Regions from separate parts of the Sus scrofa genome. Here region 1 is linked to region 2. Evidence: chromatin contacts called from public Hi-C data. All regions are on one chromosome and are shown on one strand. The core of a region is the stretch at or near the end of the contact, and the rest is flanking DNA. Distances in the headings are between cores, read along the strand shown.

Region 1 (7,277 bases), core at 3,366-5,865, 61 kb after region 2:
CTGGTGTAGGCCAGCGGCTACAGTTCTGAACCTCCATATGCCTCAGATGCAGCCCTAGATGACAAAAAGACAAAAAATTTTTAAAAATAAAAGAATGTCCTTGATGGAGTTCCCTGGTGATTCAGCCAGTTAAGGATCTGGCATTGTCACTGCTATTTGCTGCTGTGGCACAAAAGAGTTCGACCACTGGCCCAGGAACTTCCACATGCCACGGGAGTGACCCCCAAAAAACTCCAGAATGTCCTTTGATGATGCAATAAGTTAACTTTATTTTAAACTTCCACCCATGTCTTTTTAACATCCTGTATGACAAAAAGGGAAGCATGCATAAACACTTCTGTTGCATGCTATGGCTGTCTAGAGAAAAAGTGAAAAGCACTTGTGATTATGCAAGTTATGAAATGAACTAGCCACATTCTTCACAGACCATCATTTTTACTTGAAGGACTGATAAAATGTGTTAATAAACTTTGGCATTTTGGGAGTTCCCATTGTGGCACAGTGGTTAAGGAATCCGACTAGGAACTATGAGGTTGCGGGTTCTATCCCTGGCCTTGCTCAGTGAGTTAATGATCCAGCATTGCAGTGAGCTGTGGTGTAGGCTGCAGACGTGACTCGGATCCAGCGTTGCTGTGGCTGTGGCGTGGGCCAGTGGCTATGGCTCTGATTCGACCCCTAGCCTGGGAATCTCCATATGCCGTGGAAGCGGCCCTAGAAAAGACAAAAAGACAAAAAAAAAAAAAAAACTTTGGCATTTTGTACATTTTCTTCAAAACAAAGTGCTTTTCACTTCAAGAAAAGCAACTGACAGTATTTATTGCTAAGTGACAAATTTCTGCCTCTTAAGAACTCATATTTTAGGAGTTCCTACAGAGGCGAAATGGGATTGGTGGCATTTCTGCAATGCCAGCACACAGGTTTGATCCCTGGCCCAGCACAGTGGGGTAAAAGATCAGGCACTGCCACAGGGTGGCCAAAAAAGAAAAAAAAAAAAAAAACCTCACATTTTAGGAATTCCTGCTGTGGCACAGTAGGTTAAGGATGCAGTGTTGCTGCAGCTGCAGCGTAGGCTGCAGCTCAGAATTGATCCCTGCCCCAGGAACTTCCATATGCTGGAGGCCAAAAAAAGCCCTCATATTTAAGACTTTGTATATCCACTACGATGAACTTGATAGCTTCCTAGTCTTAAATTTCTGATGAGATCAGTGATATTAACAAATGTGATGCTTTAATATCATATGATAAATGCATCAGGAGTTCCCGCCGTGGCTCAGTGGTTAATGAATCCAACTAGGAACCTCGGGATTGTGAGTTTGACCCCTGGCCTGCTCAGTGGGTTAAGGATCTGGGGTTGCCATGAGCTGTGGTGTAGGTCGTAGCCTGGGCTCGGATCTGGTGTTGCTCTGGTGTAGGCTGGTGGCTACAGCTCCGATTAGACCCCTAGCCTGGGAATCTCCATATGCGTCAGGTGCAGCCCTAGATGAGACAAAAAGACAAAAAATAATAATAATAATAATTAAAAAAATAAAATAAAATGCATCTATACTTGAAAGATATGCATAATTCAGTGAACCATTATTTTCCAAATTCCTAATGAATGGCACCATGTCACAAAATCACAACTGGGTAAAAGACTGATTCAAGGTGCAAGAGACCAATGGCTCTTAATGTCAAAATGCAGAAGTTCAATGGATAAGGTTTCAGATTCTATTTTGAGTAACCTTAAGAAGCTACCAATTTGGTATGGAATATCACAATCATCTGAAAATACAAACAATTCCTCCCTTTTCCTACTACATACGTTTGCAAGTCTGCCTTTTCACTTACATACGTCACCAGACAACACAGCATAAGAGAGTGAATGAATGCAGAAACAGGTATGAGAATATTTATTTCAAATTTTCTTATTTGGGGGAAAAAAGTAATTTTTCACTTAAAAATATGTCAACATATATGTTTATTTTTAATAGATTAATAACTTTAATTTCTCAATTTTTAACTTCTCATACAGTAAATATGATAGATATAGCCCACACAAACAAAAGCTCTTTAGGGTTCTAAGTCCTTTCAGTACAAATTTACGAGAGCAAAAAGTTTGAGAAACACTACTATAACCCAATGAGAACTACAAAAGTGGAAACTTGACATAGGAAGTTTCCTTTGTCAGGACTTCCATATACTCAGCGTACTCTTTTTCCTTAATTCAAGTTTTGCGGATAGAGTATGAGATTAACTGTGGAACAAAGCAAACTTTAACATTTGGTGCATAAGGCTCTAAACCCATGCCTCAAAGGAGTGAAATCTTGGCACAAGAATTATGTTAAAAAAAAATACACATTCAAAAATAAATAAATAAATAAATAAAACACAGACATTCATTAATAAAGCATGGTTTCTGCTTTATTAAAAAATGCTCAAGTAAAAGGGTTTATACTTGGATCCTTTTGGTGAAAACATGTGGCAAATTCATGCTGTTTCAACTGTACTGCAAAATAAACAGAATTCCAAGTAGTACTTTGTGTCTAATCTTCCTCTATCTTGTCTTGCTGTCCCTCCTACTTGCCCTGCAAGCAATGAAATGACATATTTCTGGAATATACTGCAGTGCTTTCAGCTCTGCTCTGCCTACACAAAAACAAAACAAATCCATAATAGGGACCTCTGGGATTGGATGGAAAACAGCCTCCCACAGGCGGACTGGTTATGCTATGAGTCAATCAAATAATTCTTGGCAGAAAGCCAGGCAAATAGAAAACAGACTCTGAAAGAGCCTAGTCTACAACTCCATCAGAATACCTTTTTAAAAATGTTTTGTATTTGACCAATCTTTACACTCTATGTCTCTCTTCTGGAAATAAAGCAACACTATGCCACCATATAAACAAGAGGATTTTTTTTAATGACACACAGTATCATTTTTTCCTCTAAAAAATAATTTATGCCATTCATTCACAGCAATGGGTAAGCAACTATAACTCAACTTATGTTAGGTACAGAAACAATGGCTGCTTTAGAAAACATTTAAGGCTTAGATGAAACTGCAACTAAACCAAACTTTTAGAAATTAAGGTCTCTAATTCCTTTTAGCATATCAGCAATTCCTTATCTCTTGCTACTTTGACGAGCAGCTACAATTTAGCTACAAAGAACTTTTAACTAGGAACTGCTGAGAACTATCTGACAGCAATTAGCTAATAGCAACTTCAGCAAAAAAAAAAAAAAAGTGCACTTTAAAAAAGCCCTAGCTGAATTTAACACGTATTCTTAACGTAGGATCAATTTAGGCGGTAAGAATGCATTCGGCGCTGGTTTTCATGAGCAGTACAAGCATAAAGATCCTAGAAACACTTGATGACCACCACACACACGAAATTCCTTCCAAGCCTTTAGGTCGCCGGATAACTTGTTAGCCTAACAGTTTACTCTAACTACCAGCCACCAGGGGTCAATTTTGGAGGACTGACACCGCCCGTAGGAGACAACCGAGTCTTTCAAAAGCAAAATTGTGACAAATTCGAAGGAAACGCTCTAATTTTTGCCATCTCCCGCTTCCTTTGCGTGTTTCAGGCAGCACCGTGTCTTCAATGAATCTTTTGGCCAAATCTGGCGCCAGGTTTCAAACATGTTTTCGCTGGCCGCCACCAAAGTGAAATCGCGAAGGGAGAGGACCGCTCCCCCACTGATCCTTGGCGGGGATGGGGGGTGTAAATAAAACGTGGAGCGTTTGCACAGAGACAGTAATCCTGTCCTGCCCAAAGCTACTTTGTTTGCCCGGACCTCCACCTAGAAGAGTCTTCACTCCCACCGATGGACACTGAGAGCGCTCTCGTTGTGGGGACCTGCAGTGCTGCAGCTACGGCCCCCAACCTGGCGCTACAGTCTCCTGAAAAAGAGGCGGGCGCCAAATAAGCCGGGGAACTTACCCAATTTCTTCCACATGGCGAGGTGACAAGCAAGGAAGCCCTTGCGGATGGCAGCGCACACCTTCGCCGGCTCGGACGAGGTGAAGCCCTTCTGTTTTTTGATGAAACCCCACAAGTGCTCCCGGGCAAACTGTGCCGCCTCCCGCCCGCCGTGCCCGTCGCACACGGCGAAAAAGGCCACCGAGGAACGGCGGCGGCAGCAGCGGCCGGGAGCTGGCGAGGCCCCGGCGTCCGGCGGAGCGTCGCGAGCTTCTCGGGCTGCCACCGCTGGGCCTTTCCCCGAGACTTCGCCTCCAGGAAGGGCCGGCGGTGTCCGCTGCGGGGGCGACGGCTGAGAAAGCGACCGCCGCGGCGAGGGCTTTTCTTCAGTTGTCGGCTCGGGCTCCACCACGATCTGAGTAACGTCCTCCATGTACTTCCTCCCGCCCTGGTCGGAGAAGACGCTCACTCCCAGTGAGTACAGCCCCGCCATGGCCGGCTGGCCGAGATCCCGCCGGTCCCACGCAGCCCGCCGAGCGGCGGGAGACACTCGGCGCTAGCCGGCCAACTATTGTTTATCTTCGACGACGCCGAGAAGGGGGAGGGGGCGGTCCCGGAGGTGGGGGGGCGCGATGTCGGGACTTGTCCGCGAGAGCTGGGCCGGAGCGCCCGGGCAAGCGGAGCCTAGCAGCTGCGCCTGCGCAATGCGCCTCCCCCGCCTGCCCGCGCCCACCACACAAATCGGACGTTCTCCCCGGCTGACGTCACTCGGCTCTCTGGGGCCGACCAATCCGGAGTCGAGTTGGGGGCGAACACGCCCTCCGCCCCTCCCTTCTCCCTACAACGGCCGCACTCCCTCCTCCCTGCGCGGGCGCGAAGCCAGCGCGCTACCCGGCTGGCTTTCGCTTTGCAGTGGGCGGTTTCGTCCTCCGGCTTTTCGGCGGGTGCTAAACGCTTATCTAGCGCCTTCTCTGTCACCTTTTTGCTCCGTCCCCGCGGTCGAATTGCAGCCTGCTGCCCAGGGCGTTGCGTTGCTTGCCTGGTGGGAAAAGCCGTGTAGGCTCGGGCCTCGCACGAGTGTGAAGAATCTAGAGAGAAAAACCTTCCATTTCTTGAAGTGGCGGGAAACCTCAGTTTGGAAGGTGGTTTGTGAATAGGCTGGGAAAAGCGTGGCACTGTCGAACTGGACTTGGGTGGGATGGATCCGACTGGGAGTTGTGAAAGGAAATCCACTTTGTGTTAAGAAAACACGGGAAATTTCCACCATTGGCTGCACGGTCTCGTTTCACATAAACTAGGTATGTCGGACACTTAAACGGCTTATGTTTTAAGTTCTTTTCAGCTTTTGCTAAAAGTAGTACTTTCCCCGATGAGCCCTGGATGCAGCATTTTAGTCCTTCGGCGGAATCACTTGAACAGACCACTTGAAAATAGGTTACAAAAACTGCCCAGCGCTCGAGTGCTCCAAGACCTTGGTTATCGTCTCTCCTCTTCTCCCATGGGTTGCAATCTAAGCCCTAAAACCTTTGCCCGGATTTCGACGGCATTAAAATAAGCCTCAGAGTTGGCAGGTCAGTTTGTTATCAACAGCAAATGTTCCTGTGAGTCAAATTAAAGTTCACTTTTTCAGTTTTCGGCCACTTCACCATCACCTCTCCTGTGTGCCCCTTCCTGTACAGCCTTAGAAATTTCCAAATGAAATGCTCCTGGTACTGAACTGGGAATAGGGAAAAAAACTGCTCTCTCTCTTTTTTTTTTTTTTTGTCTTTTTGCTATTTCTTGGGCCGCTCCCACGGCATATGGAGGTTCCCAGGCTAGGGGTCTAATCGGAGCCGTAGCCACCAGCCTACGCCAGAGCCACAGCAACGCAGGATCTGAGCCGCGTCTACAACCTACACCACAGCTCACGCAAGGCCAGATCGTTAACCCAATGAGCAAGGGCAGGGACCGAACCTGCAACCTCATGGTTCCTAGTCAGATTCGTTAACCACTGCGCCAGGAGGGGAACTCCATGCTCATTTTTTTGACATCTGGCACAAGAAATACAACTAGAAAAAAAATCCTCCCAATAAAAGAAGTAAAATCACCCCGAAATGGAGAAAATCTGAATAGATCCATTAAATTAAAAATGTAATCAAAGATAAGCCCTATGTTAAAATGCACCAGACCAGATGGTTCCAGAGTGTAAAAACACTTGGAAAAAATCCCAGCTTGTTTTGAAAGGTGATCATAATCCTGTTATCAAAACCTAGTAATTATAACACTAGAAGGAAATCTATAGACAACATTTTATACTAAATGCAAAAAAAGGTGAAATATTAGCAATTCTAATCCAATAATCTCCATAACACAAGACCTGCCAAAAAGAACAGTTTATGTAGCTCTATATTATTCCTCTTAAATAGTTTACCCAACTTCCCTTCCCCTTGTAGAGATTACAAAGGGATCATTACTTCATTCTCTATAATCCTTTTCCCTCAGTCACAATCAGTAGCCTCAGGGTCATCCATCATTACCCTGATTAGCATCTCCATGCTACTCTCTTGATTCAGTACCCTGCTCTTCACCAGTCATCCTAACCATTTCTCTCCACCCTTTAGGTTTCAACATCTGTTATCAGCCATTTCCTCTTTGTTTTTCACTCTTCTCTAAATGTTCCCATCAGCTTCCTGTTCCAACCGAAAACTGGTTGATTGCCTAGCAAAACTACCTCCCTTACAACTTTTCAAGTAGATTATTTTTCCTCTCAACAGATATTCTTATCTTCGAACCGTCTCATATTGCCTACAAATCATTTCCCTTCCTTCCTCCTTCAAAAATCTAAGCTCTCTCTCCCTTTTTTTTTTCTTTTTGCCATTTCTTGGACCGCTCCCTCGGCATATGGAGGTTCCCAGGCTAGGAGTCGAATTGGAGCTGTAGCCACCGGCCTACACCACAGCCACAGCAAACGCCGGATCCTTCACCTACTGAGCAAGGTCAGGGATCGAACCCTAAACAGTACCTAGTCAGATTCGTTAACCATTGTGCCACAATGGGAACTTCAACCTAAGCTCTTTTAAAATTAGTGACAACTGCCACAACACCAAGATACTGTAACACCCCTTCATTTGTTCCTGGCTCACTGTCTAATTTGCTTCCACTATGCTTTTTGTTTTGTTTTGTTTTGTTTGTCTTTTTAGGGCCGCACCTATGGCACATGGAGGTTCCCAAGCTAGGGGTGGAATGGGAGCTGTGGCCGCCGGCCTACCCAACAGCCACGGCAACTGGGGATCCCAGCTGTGTCTTCTACCTACACTACAGCTCACAGCAATGCTGGATCTTTAACCCACTGAGGGAGGCCAGGGATCGAACCTTCTCCTCATGGATACTAGTCAG
Region 2 (6,958 bases), core at 2,380-4,879:
CACCGGCCTACGCCAGAGCCACAGCAATGAGAGATCCGAGCCACGTCTGCAACCTACACCACAGCTCACGGCAATGCCAGATCCTTAACCCACTGAGCAAGGCCAGGGATCGAACCCGCAACCTCATGGTTCCTACTTGGATGCGTTAACCACTGCGCCATGATGAGAACTCCCAGGTTCCCCTTTCTTGACTGTTACCAAGTACAATTTATTTAACTTTTCTCTGCTTTGGTTTCCTCACCTATAAAAGGAAGACTGAAATAGTACCTAACTCATAACTTAACCTGTTGCAATGGTCCATCATTAGCAAAGAAATAAAGAGCCTTAGGAAATGCAGGAGGGAAAAAAGGAAGAATAATGGTAAAATATCATATTATACACATACTTTTGTTAGCCTGAGAAGGTAGTCTTTACATATCATGCTATTCTGTCCAAGAGAAATAATTCAAACTGCTACAATCCCATTATTAACATTTTAAAAGGCAGAAAACAAATTTCACTTCTTAGCCAAGTATTCAAGGGTCTTAATTGTCTACCGCAACCTCCTTTAAACAGGGCAACTTCCCTAGATTTCATTTATGAAAACAGCTTGCCATTCCCACCTCAGCTCACTCTATTACCTTTGCCAAAAATGTGAGCTTGACTCTAACTGCCAAAATTCTATTCATTTAGCTTCTTAATGAAACCTAAAGATCTAAAATACTCCCACTAGGAGTTCCTGTCGTGGCTCAAACGATCCCAAATAGCATCCATGAGGATGCATGTTCAATCCCTGGCCTTGCTGAGTGGGTTAAGGATCCAGCATTGCCATGAGCTGTGGTGTAGGTCACAGATGAGGCTGGGATACAACAATGCTGTGGCTGTGGTATAGGCCAGCAGCTACAGGTCCGATTCAATCCCTAGCCTGGGAACCTCCATGTGCTGTGAGTGCAGCCCTAAAAAGACAAGAGATCAAAAAATAGAAATAAAAATAAAATAAAATAAAATATTCCCACTAAAATATTCCTTCTAAATTCTCATGCTGTTTTGCTAGCATATTTTTTACTTATTATAGTGCTTCCAAGTATACACATTTAAAACTATATTAGATTAAAAGTATAGATATGCTTTGTCAAAAAATGCTTTAAATAGGGAGTTCCCATTGTGGCTCAGCGGAAATGAATCTGACTAGTATGCAGGAGGAAGCAGGTTCGATCCCTGGCTTCACTTAGTGGGTTAAGGATCTGGCATTGCCCTGAGCTGTGGTGTAGGTCCCCGGCACAGCTCGGATCTGATGTGGCGGTGGCATAGGTCAGTGGCTACAGCTCTGATACAACCCCTAACCTGGGAATCTCCATATGCTGCAAGTGTGGCCCTAAAAAAAAAAAAAAAAAAAAAAAAAAAAAGACAACAAAATGCTTAAAATATAGAACTGTACTTCCTATGACACTGACTATGAAATTTCTGAGATCTAGCGTAAGTGACATCACAATCTAGTAAACATACACACACATATGAATGAATATATCTATGTGCATGCCACAAAACAATACTAACTCCCAACTTTCATGTTTTATTTCATTTTTTAAATAATGGTCCTGATCCATTAAATGATTTAATGACCCACTAACTGTTAAACTTGAGGTTTGAAAAAAACAGTACTCAAGGATTTGTGGAGTTCCCTTGTGGCACAGGGGGTTAAGGATCCAGTGATGTCACTGCAGCAGCTTGGAAGAGTTCCATTCCTGGCCTAGCAACTTCCACATGCCCTGGGGACAGGCCCCCACAACTAAAACCAAAAAAAAGGATTTACCATAGTGCTTTTCACATACTCTATAAATGTGCTAAATACATCAACCTGAGCTCCAAATTATTGCTTTTATTTGGCCTTGGTAATGATATTTGTCATCCTGTAAAGCCAAAATTAAACGGATTTTACAAAAGTAAGCACTGCTCACAAAGGAAACCTGAAAGTTACCACTCCTTCATTTATTAGGCTTATCTGAAACTTGCTTACGTGACAGCCTGAGGGCGCACCACCACTCCACCAGTACATCGACTGGGTCTTCTGGGGGAATCTGTAGCCATTGCTTCATTCACAAAACCTGTTTCCAGAACAAAAAGACAGAAAAAAACAGATTATTGTCATTGGGGGGGGTAAGGAGGAAGATTTAGGGCTGCTTGCTAGAGATCCCTTGCCAAAAATACCTACAATATAGGAAAATTCCCCAACAATTCCTATTACACCTGAAAGAGGGGAGGGCAGAAGAGGAAAAAGTAAGATAAAAGATTTCTTGAGGTTTTCTTATTTGGACCACGACAAGAACCACAAAACTACTTAAGACTCTTGCAGGACCCTGTGATCCCCTGTTAATATAAACTAGGAAGGGATGCAAAGCCCAGCACAGGATCACTTTATAAAAACAAATGTGCTACCTTTGTGAGCCAAAATTAAAGAATTTACTGAAATCTTCCATTGAGAACAATGAAAATATACCTGGTACACTATTTTAAGACCAAATGGAACAATGAGGTAATACCTCCAACTAAGACTGTGGGGACTCTATGAATAAGACTGTGTATTTTAACATGTATTGTGATGGATGTGAACTAGTCTTACTGTGGTGGTCATTTCACAATATATACAACTTTCAAATCATTGTGTTGTACACCTGAAACTCATATATATATGTACACCTGAAACTCAATTATATGCACTCAAAAAAAGACTGCATGATCACAATTTAACAAGATGTTTGAAATCCCATTTGTTAAAACCCCCATCCCCCACCCCCACTACTGTAACCTAATCATCATTGTCTAAATAAGCAACAATAACTTATATTAGAAGCCCCTTATCCTTTCCAGTCACGTCATTGAACCCTGACCCTCGAATGTCTAAAAAGCACCTGAATCACTGGGGAGATTTTAAAAGCATGGAATGTGCTTGATTAAGGTTAAAAGAGACAGATCTCTTACATGGTTCAGGAAAGAAAGCCCACAGCCTGGAATTAATCTTGAAAGCCCCTAAAACCATCTCTTTTAAGCAGGGAGCATTCTATCACCTTATCTGAAAACTCGCACATTGATGAGTCCCATCTGCCACAACCAAAACACCCTTCGCCCCAACTAGCCCAGGTACCCATTTCCCCAGTGGATACCTTCACCTCCAGTCCCTCAGCTCTCTCATTTCCATTCCTCCCTTTATTTCTCGAAACACAGCCTCCCAAGAACAGTCCTCAAGGGCCCTGTCTCCTGAGGAAGACCCTCGCCAGCCCCTCAGATCCCACTCTCCTGAAAGACAACCAGCACGGCGCTACCCACTTAACCTCCAACGCTGAGCCACCGCTGCCCCTGGCCGCCCTCTGGCCCCTTGCCCTTCCTCCCCTCCCCCTCCGATCTCCACAGATCCCCCTCGTCGAATTCCTGCCAGCCAAGCCCTCTCCCCTCACGCAGCTAGTCCCTCGTCCTCGCCCAGCCTCCCCAAAGCCACAGCACCGCCAGCCCTCTCACCGGCCGCCCCGCCGGTAAACGCTGTTCTCCAGCTCAAGGCTCACTGTTTGGAGTCTCCCTTCGTGATTGACGGTTACCACTTCCTACCACGCCTCAGCGGAACTACCTTTCTAGCCAATCCCAGAAGCAAACTGTTCGCTGCCGGGCACCGCCCTCAGAGGTCAGCTTCGCCAACCAGCAAGTAGAAAAGAGGCGGGCCCGCCTCCTGAATTGATCCAATCCGCTGGGGCTCGAGGGAAAACAAAACAGTATGTAAGTTCGGGTGAAGCCGAGGTGTCAGGTTCGGTTGCGAACGCAGGCAGGTGTGGAGGAGTGACTAACATGTCTCTTTTCCTTTGCACATAGAACCTCCGTAGCTTCGTGAGACAGTATCATGCTGCAAAAGCCTGTGCACCTCACTTGGGCGTCTCAGGCTGGGAGTCGGACCACTGGAGAACCGGTCTGTTTACATCGAATTCTCGCGACAGCTGGTTCGGAGCTCAAAGCACGTGGACATGGCAGCTGCCAATCACTGTTAGCGGGCCACTCACCCATCCCGAACCCGCCTTCTGCCCCGCCCTTCTCGATGTGTTTACCTTCCGGGAGCCTAGGCTTATTTGCGCTGGTGGGCAGCCCTGGAGCCTAGGTGGTGATCTGAATGAGGGGTGAGGAGGGTATTATCAATTTGACTTAGGTTTGTGGACCACGCCTGACCTCTTCCTTACCTGTTTATACTTCCCGTAAGGAACAGATTGAGATTTCCATGGTGTCTTTCCATCAGATATATTTACTGTTTTATTGAAGGAACACTCAGTACAGTCCTAGGCACTTCATGAGTACTATCAAGTTTAACACTCATGACAATCCCGTGAGAATATGGCTTATTAATAGGCACGGAGTTTGTAACAAAGTGGCTGATACAACAGTAGAATTTTTTTTTTAATTTTTAGCAGAGTGGAGGAGGTGAAAGTTTAGTAAAGACACCTCACCGGAAATATGCAGTTAACCAAGTGCTGGAGAGACAGACAGAGACCTAGCCAAGAAGCCACCCGTTTGCTTGTGACGCTCAATTAGTGCCAATAAAAAGGACACCCTAAGTGATATTTATCAGGCTAATGTTTGCACATTGGCTAATAAAAGATTTTGAACATTCGTCTTTTTCCACAACACAAATTCCCAGAACTGTGGAGATTTTTTCGTCTTTTTTTTTTTTTTTTTTTTTTTTGAGTTTTTAGGGCTGCACCCAGGACATATGGTCAGGCTAAGGGTCAAATCACAGCTGTAGCTGATGGCCTTCACCACAGCAACAACATGAGACTAGAGCAGAGTCTGTGACCTACACCACAGCTCACAGCAACACCGGATCCTTAACCCACTGAGCAAGGCCAGGGGTCGAACCCGCAACCTCATGGTTCCTAGTCGGATTCGTTAACCACTGAGCCTCCACGGGAACTCCAGGAAAACAGAAATAAACTCACAGAAGTTTGTTATAAATAAACTTCAATAAACACATTGAAGTTGTGTAAAATGCTATAAAAAATGGATATAAATAGAGATAGGAGATGGCTTATTTTAGGTGTTGTGATCAGGAGGTGACATTTGAACAAAGAATTCAATTAAGGAAATGAGAAAGCTACTCTAAGGGAAAAGTAGTCTAGACAAAAGACACAAGTATATAGGCCCTAAAAAGGAATGAATTTTGAAGAAGAATTATTAGGGTGTTCCCATCGTGGTGCAGTGGGAACAAATCTGACTAGGAACCATGAGGTTGGGGGTTCGAATCCTGAATTGCTATGGCTGTGGCTGCAGCATAGGCCAGCAGCTACAGCTCTGATTCACCCCCTAGCCTGGGAACTTCCATATGCCACGGCTGCAGCCCTAAAAAGACAAAGGACAAAACAAGCAAACAGAAAAAAAGGATCCCACGTTGCTGTGACTGTGGCATAGGCCAGAAGCTGTAACTCCAATTCAACCCTTAGCCTGGGAACTGATGCCACAGTTGCGGCCCTAAAAAGCAAAAAAAGAAAGGAAGGAAGGAAAAGAGAATTCAGAATGATGCCTGTAATTTGGGCTTGAGCAAATGAGTGACAACATTTACAGATAGGATGAACCCCGTTGAAGTTATGCATTTTTTTTTACTGGAAGTGAATTTCTCTGCCCGGATTTCATCCTTTGTGAATTGTGGAAAGAATGTTATGAGCCTCATAAGATAATGTTACGAGGTGTAAATAAATTTTAAATTCCTAGAACCAATTAGAAATTTCTTTAAATTAACTACTTCTAAGTATGAATTAATCAACTATTTCTAATTACTCCTTTTTCTCCACAAAGATGTTCAAATCTCTCATGAGCCTGCAAATAGAGAATAAAGTAGAATTTGTGGTGAGCATTTCCCACTCATGCTTAATACATTTTGCCAGCTCCTGAGTCATTTCAGAGTATTGGAACTTGGGGAAACTTCAACAATCTATTCTGGGGACTGAGCAATCCCAGCTAGGAAAATCATTTTCAGTGTAAGAGTGATTTCAAGCCAGAGTCCCGTGTTCTTCCAGTTGCTACAATAGCCCATTGTAATAAATCTCAAATGACTAAAATTGCCCCTCCCAAGGCCCTGCAAATCAAAAACAACGAAGAATTTCCCAGAGAATTGTCAGGGAACTGTACATATGCAAACCAAATGTCAAGGTCAAGATATTTTCTTTTTGTTTGGTAGGATTAGGATTCTTTTTTTAGCCTCAAACAAGCCATTGCCTCACTTGTTTTGGCCCCCAAAACACTGGAACAATAATCACATGATTTAAGCAGTGATAAAATAATTTGATTTCACTTAGAATCATGATGAACTGAGCCTGGAGGGAACTCCCAGAACTTTAATATTTCAATTTTCAGTCAAGCATAAGGAAAAATAAAGAGGAGTTCTCTTGTGATGTATTGGGCTAAGGATCCAGTGCTGTCGCCACTGTGGCTTGGGTTCATTCCCTGGCCTGGGGACATCTACATGCCAAGGGTGAAGCCAAAAAAAAAAAAAAAAAGGAAGGCATTCCCGTCGTTGTGCAACAGAAACAAATCTGACTAGGAACTATGAGGTTGCGGGTTCAATCCCTGGCCTTACTCAATGGGTTGAGGATCTGGCGTTGCTGTGGTGTAGGCTGGCAGCTATAGTTCAGATTAGACCCCTAGCCTGGGAACCTCCATATGCTGCGGGTGAGGCCCTTAAAAGACAAAAAAAAAAAAAAAGAAAAAGATGGGGGGCACCAGCATGGGGTCCAGAAAGATGTGGTTTTCTCCTATTGGCCTTGCTCAATTACCCATATCAGTCTTTGTCCAATAGGGTCTTAGGGGTGAAAATATTCCATAAGTCTCATAAATTCTTTGCCCTTTTCTTCCCATAAACTGAGTCACAGGAGATTAGGGATTAATGTGCATCTGGGCATAGGTACACTCCCTACAGTAAACAAGGCCTGTGGGGATGTTACTCCCTGGAGCC

The links. Hi-C and Micro-C count contacts between places; a contact is called where the count stands out from the background.
Region 1: a Hi-C map of liver shows a contact between it and region 2, with 4 times the contacts expected there. The contact joins the promoter of PPM1D here to the promoter of BCAS3 in region 2. A contact is called at or near these places in 6 of 47 Hi-C or Micro-C datasets (blood, embryonic fibroblasts, heart right ventricle and 3 more) and 2 of 2 datasets of contacts at active chromatin or transcription factors (alveolar macrophages and skeletal muscle).

The regions. Positions count from the first base shown.
Region 1 is chr12:37,531,544-37,538,820 of Sscrofa11.1, forward strand. PPM1D (protein phosphatase 1D) reads right to left here and starts at 4,616. Exons shown (of 6, transcript XM_005669013.3): 1 at 3,924-4,616. The coding sequence starts at 4,395.
Region 2 is chr12:37,471,592-37,478,549 of Sscrofa11.1, forward strand. It overlaps BCAS3 (breast carcinoma-amplified sequence 3), which reads right to left and starts at 3,630. Exons shown (of 27, transcript XM_021068161.1): 1 at 3,493-3,630; 2 at 1,997-2,084. The coding sequence starts at 2,067.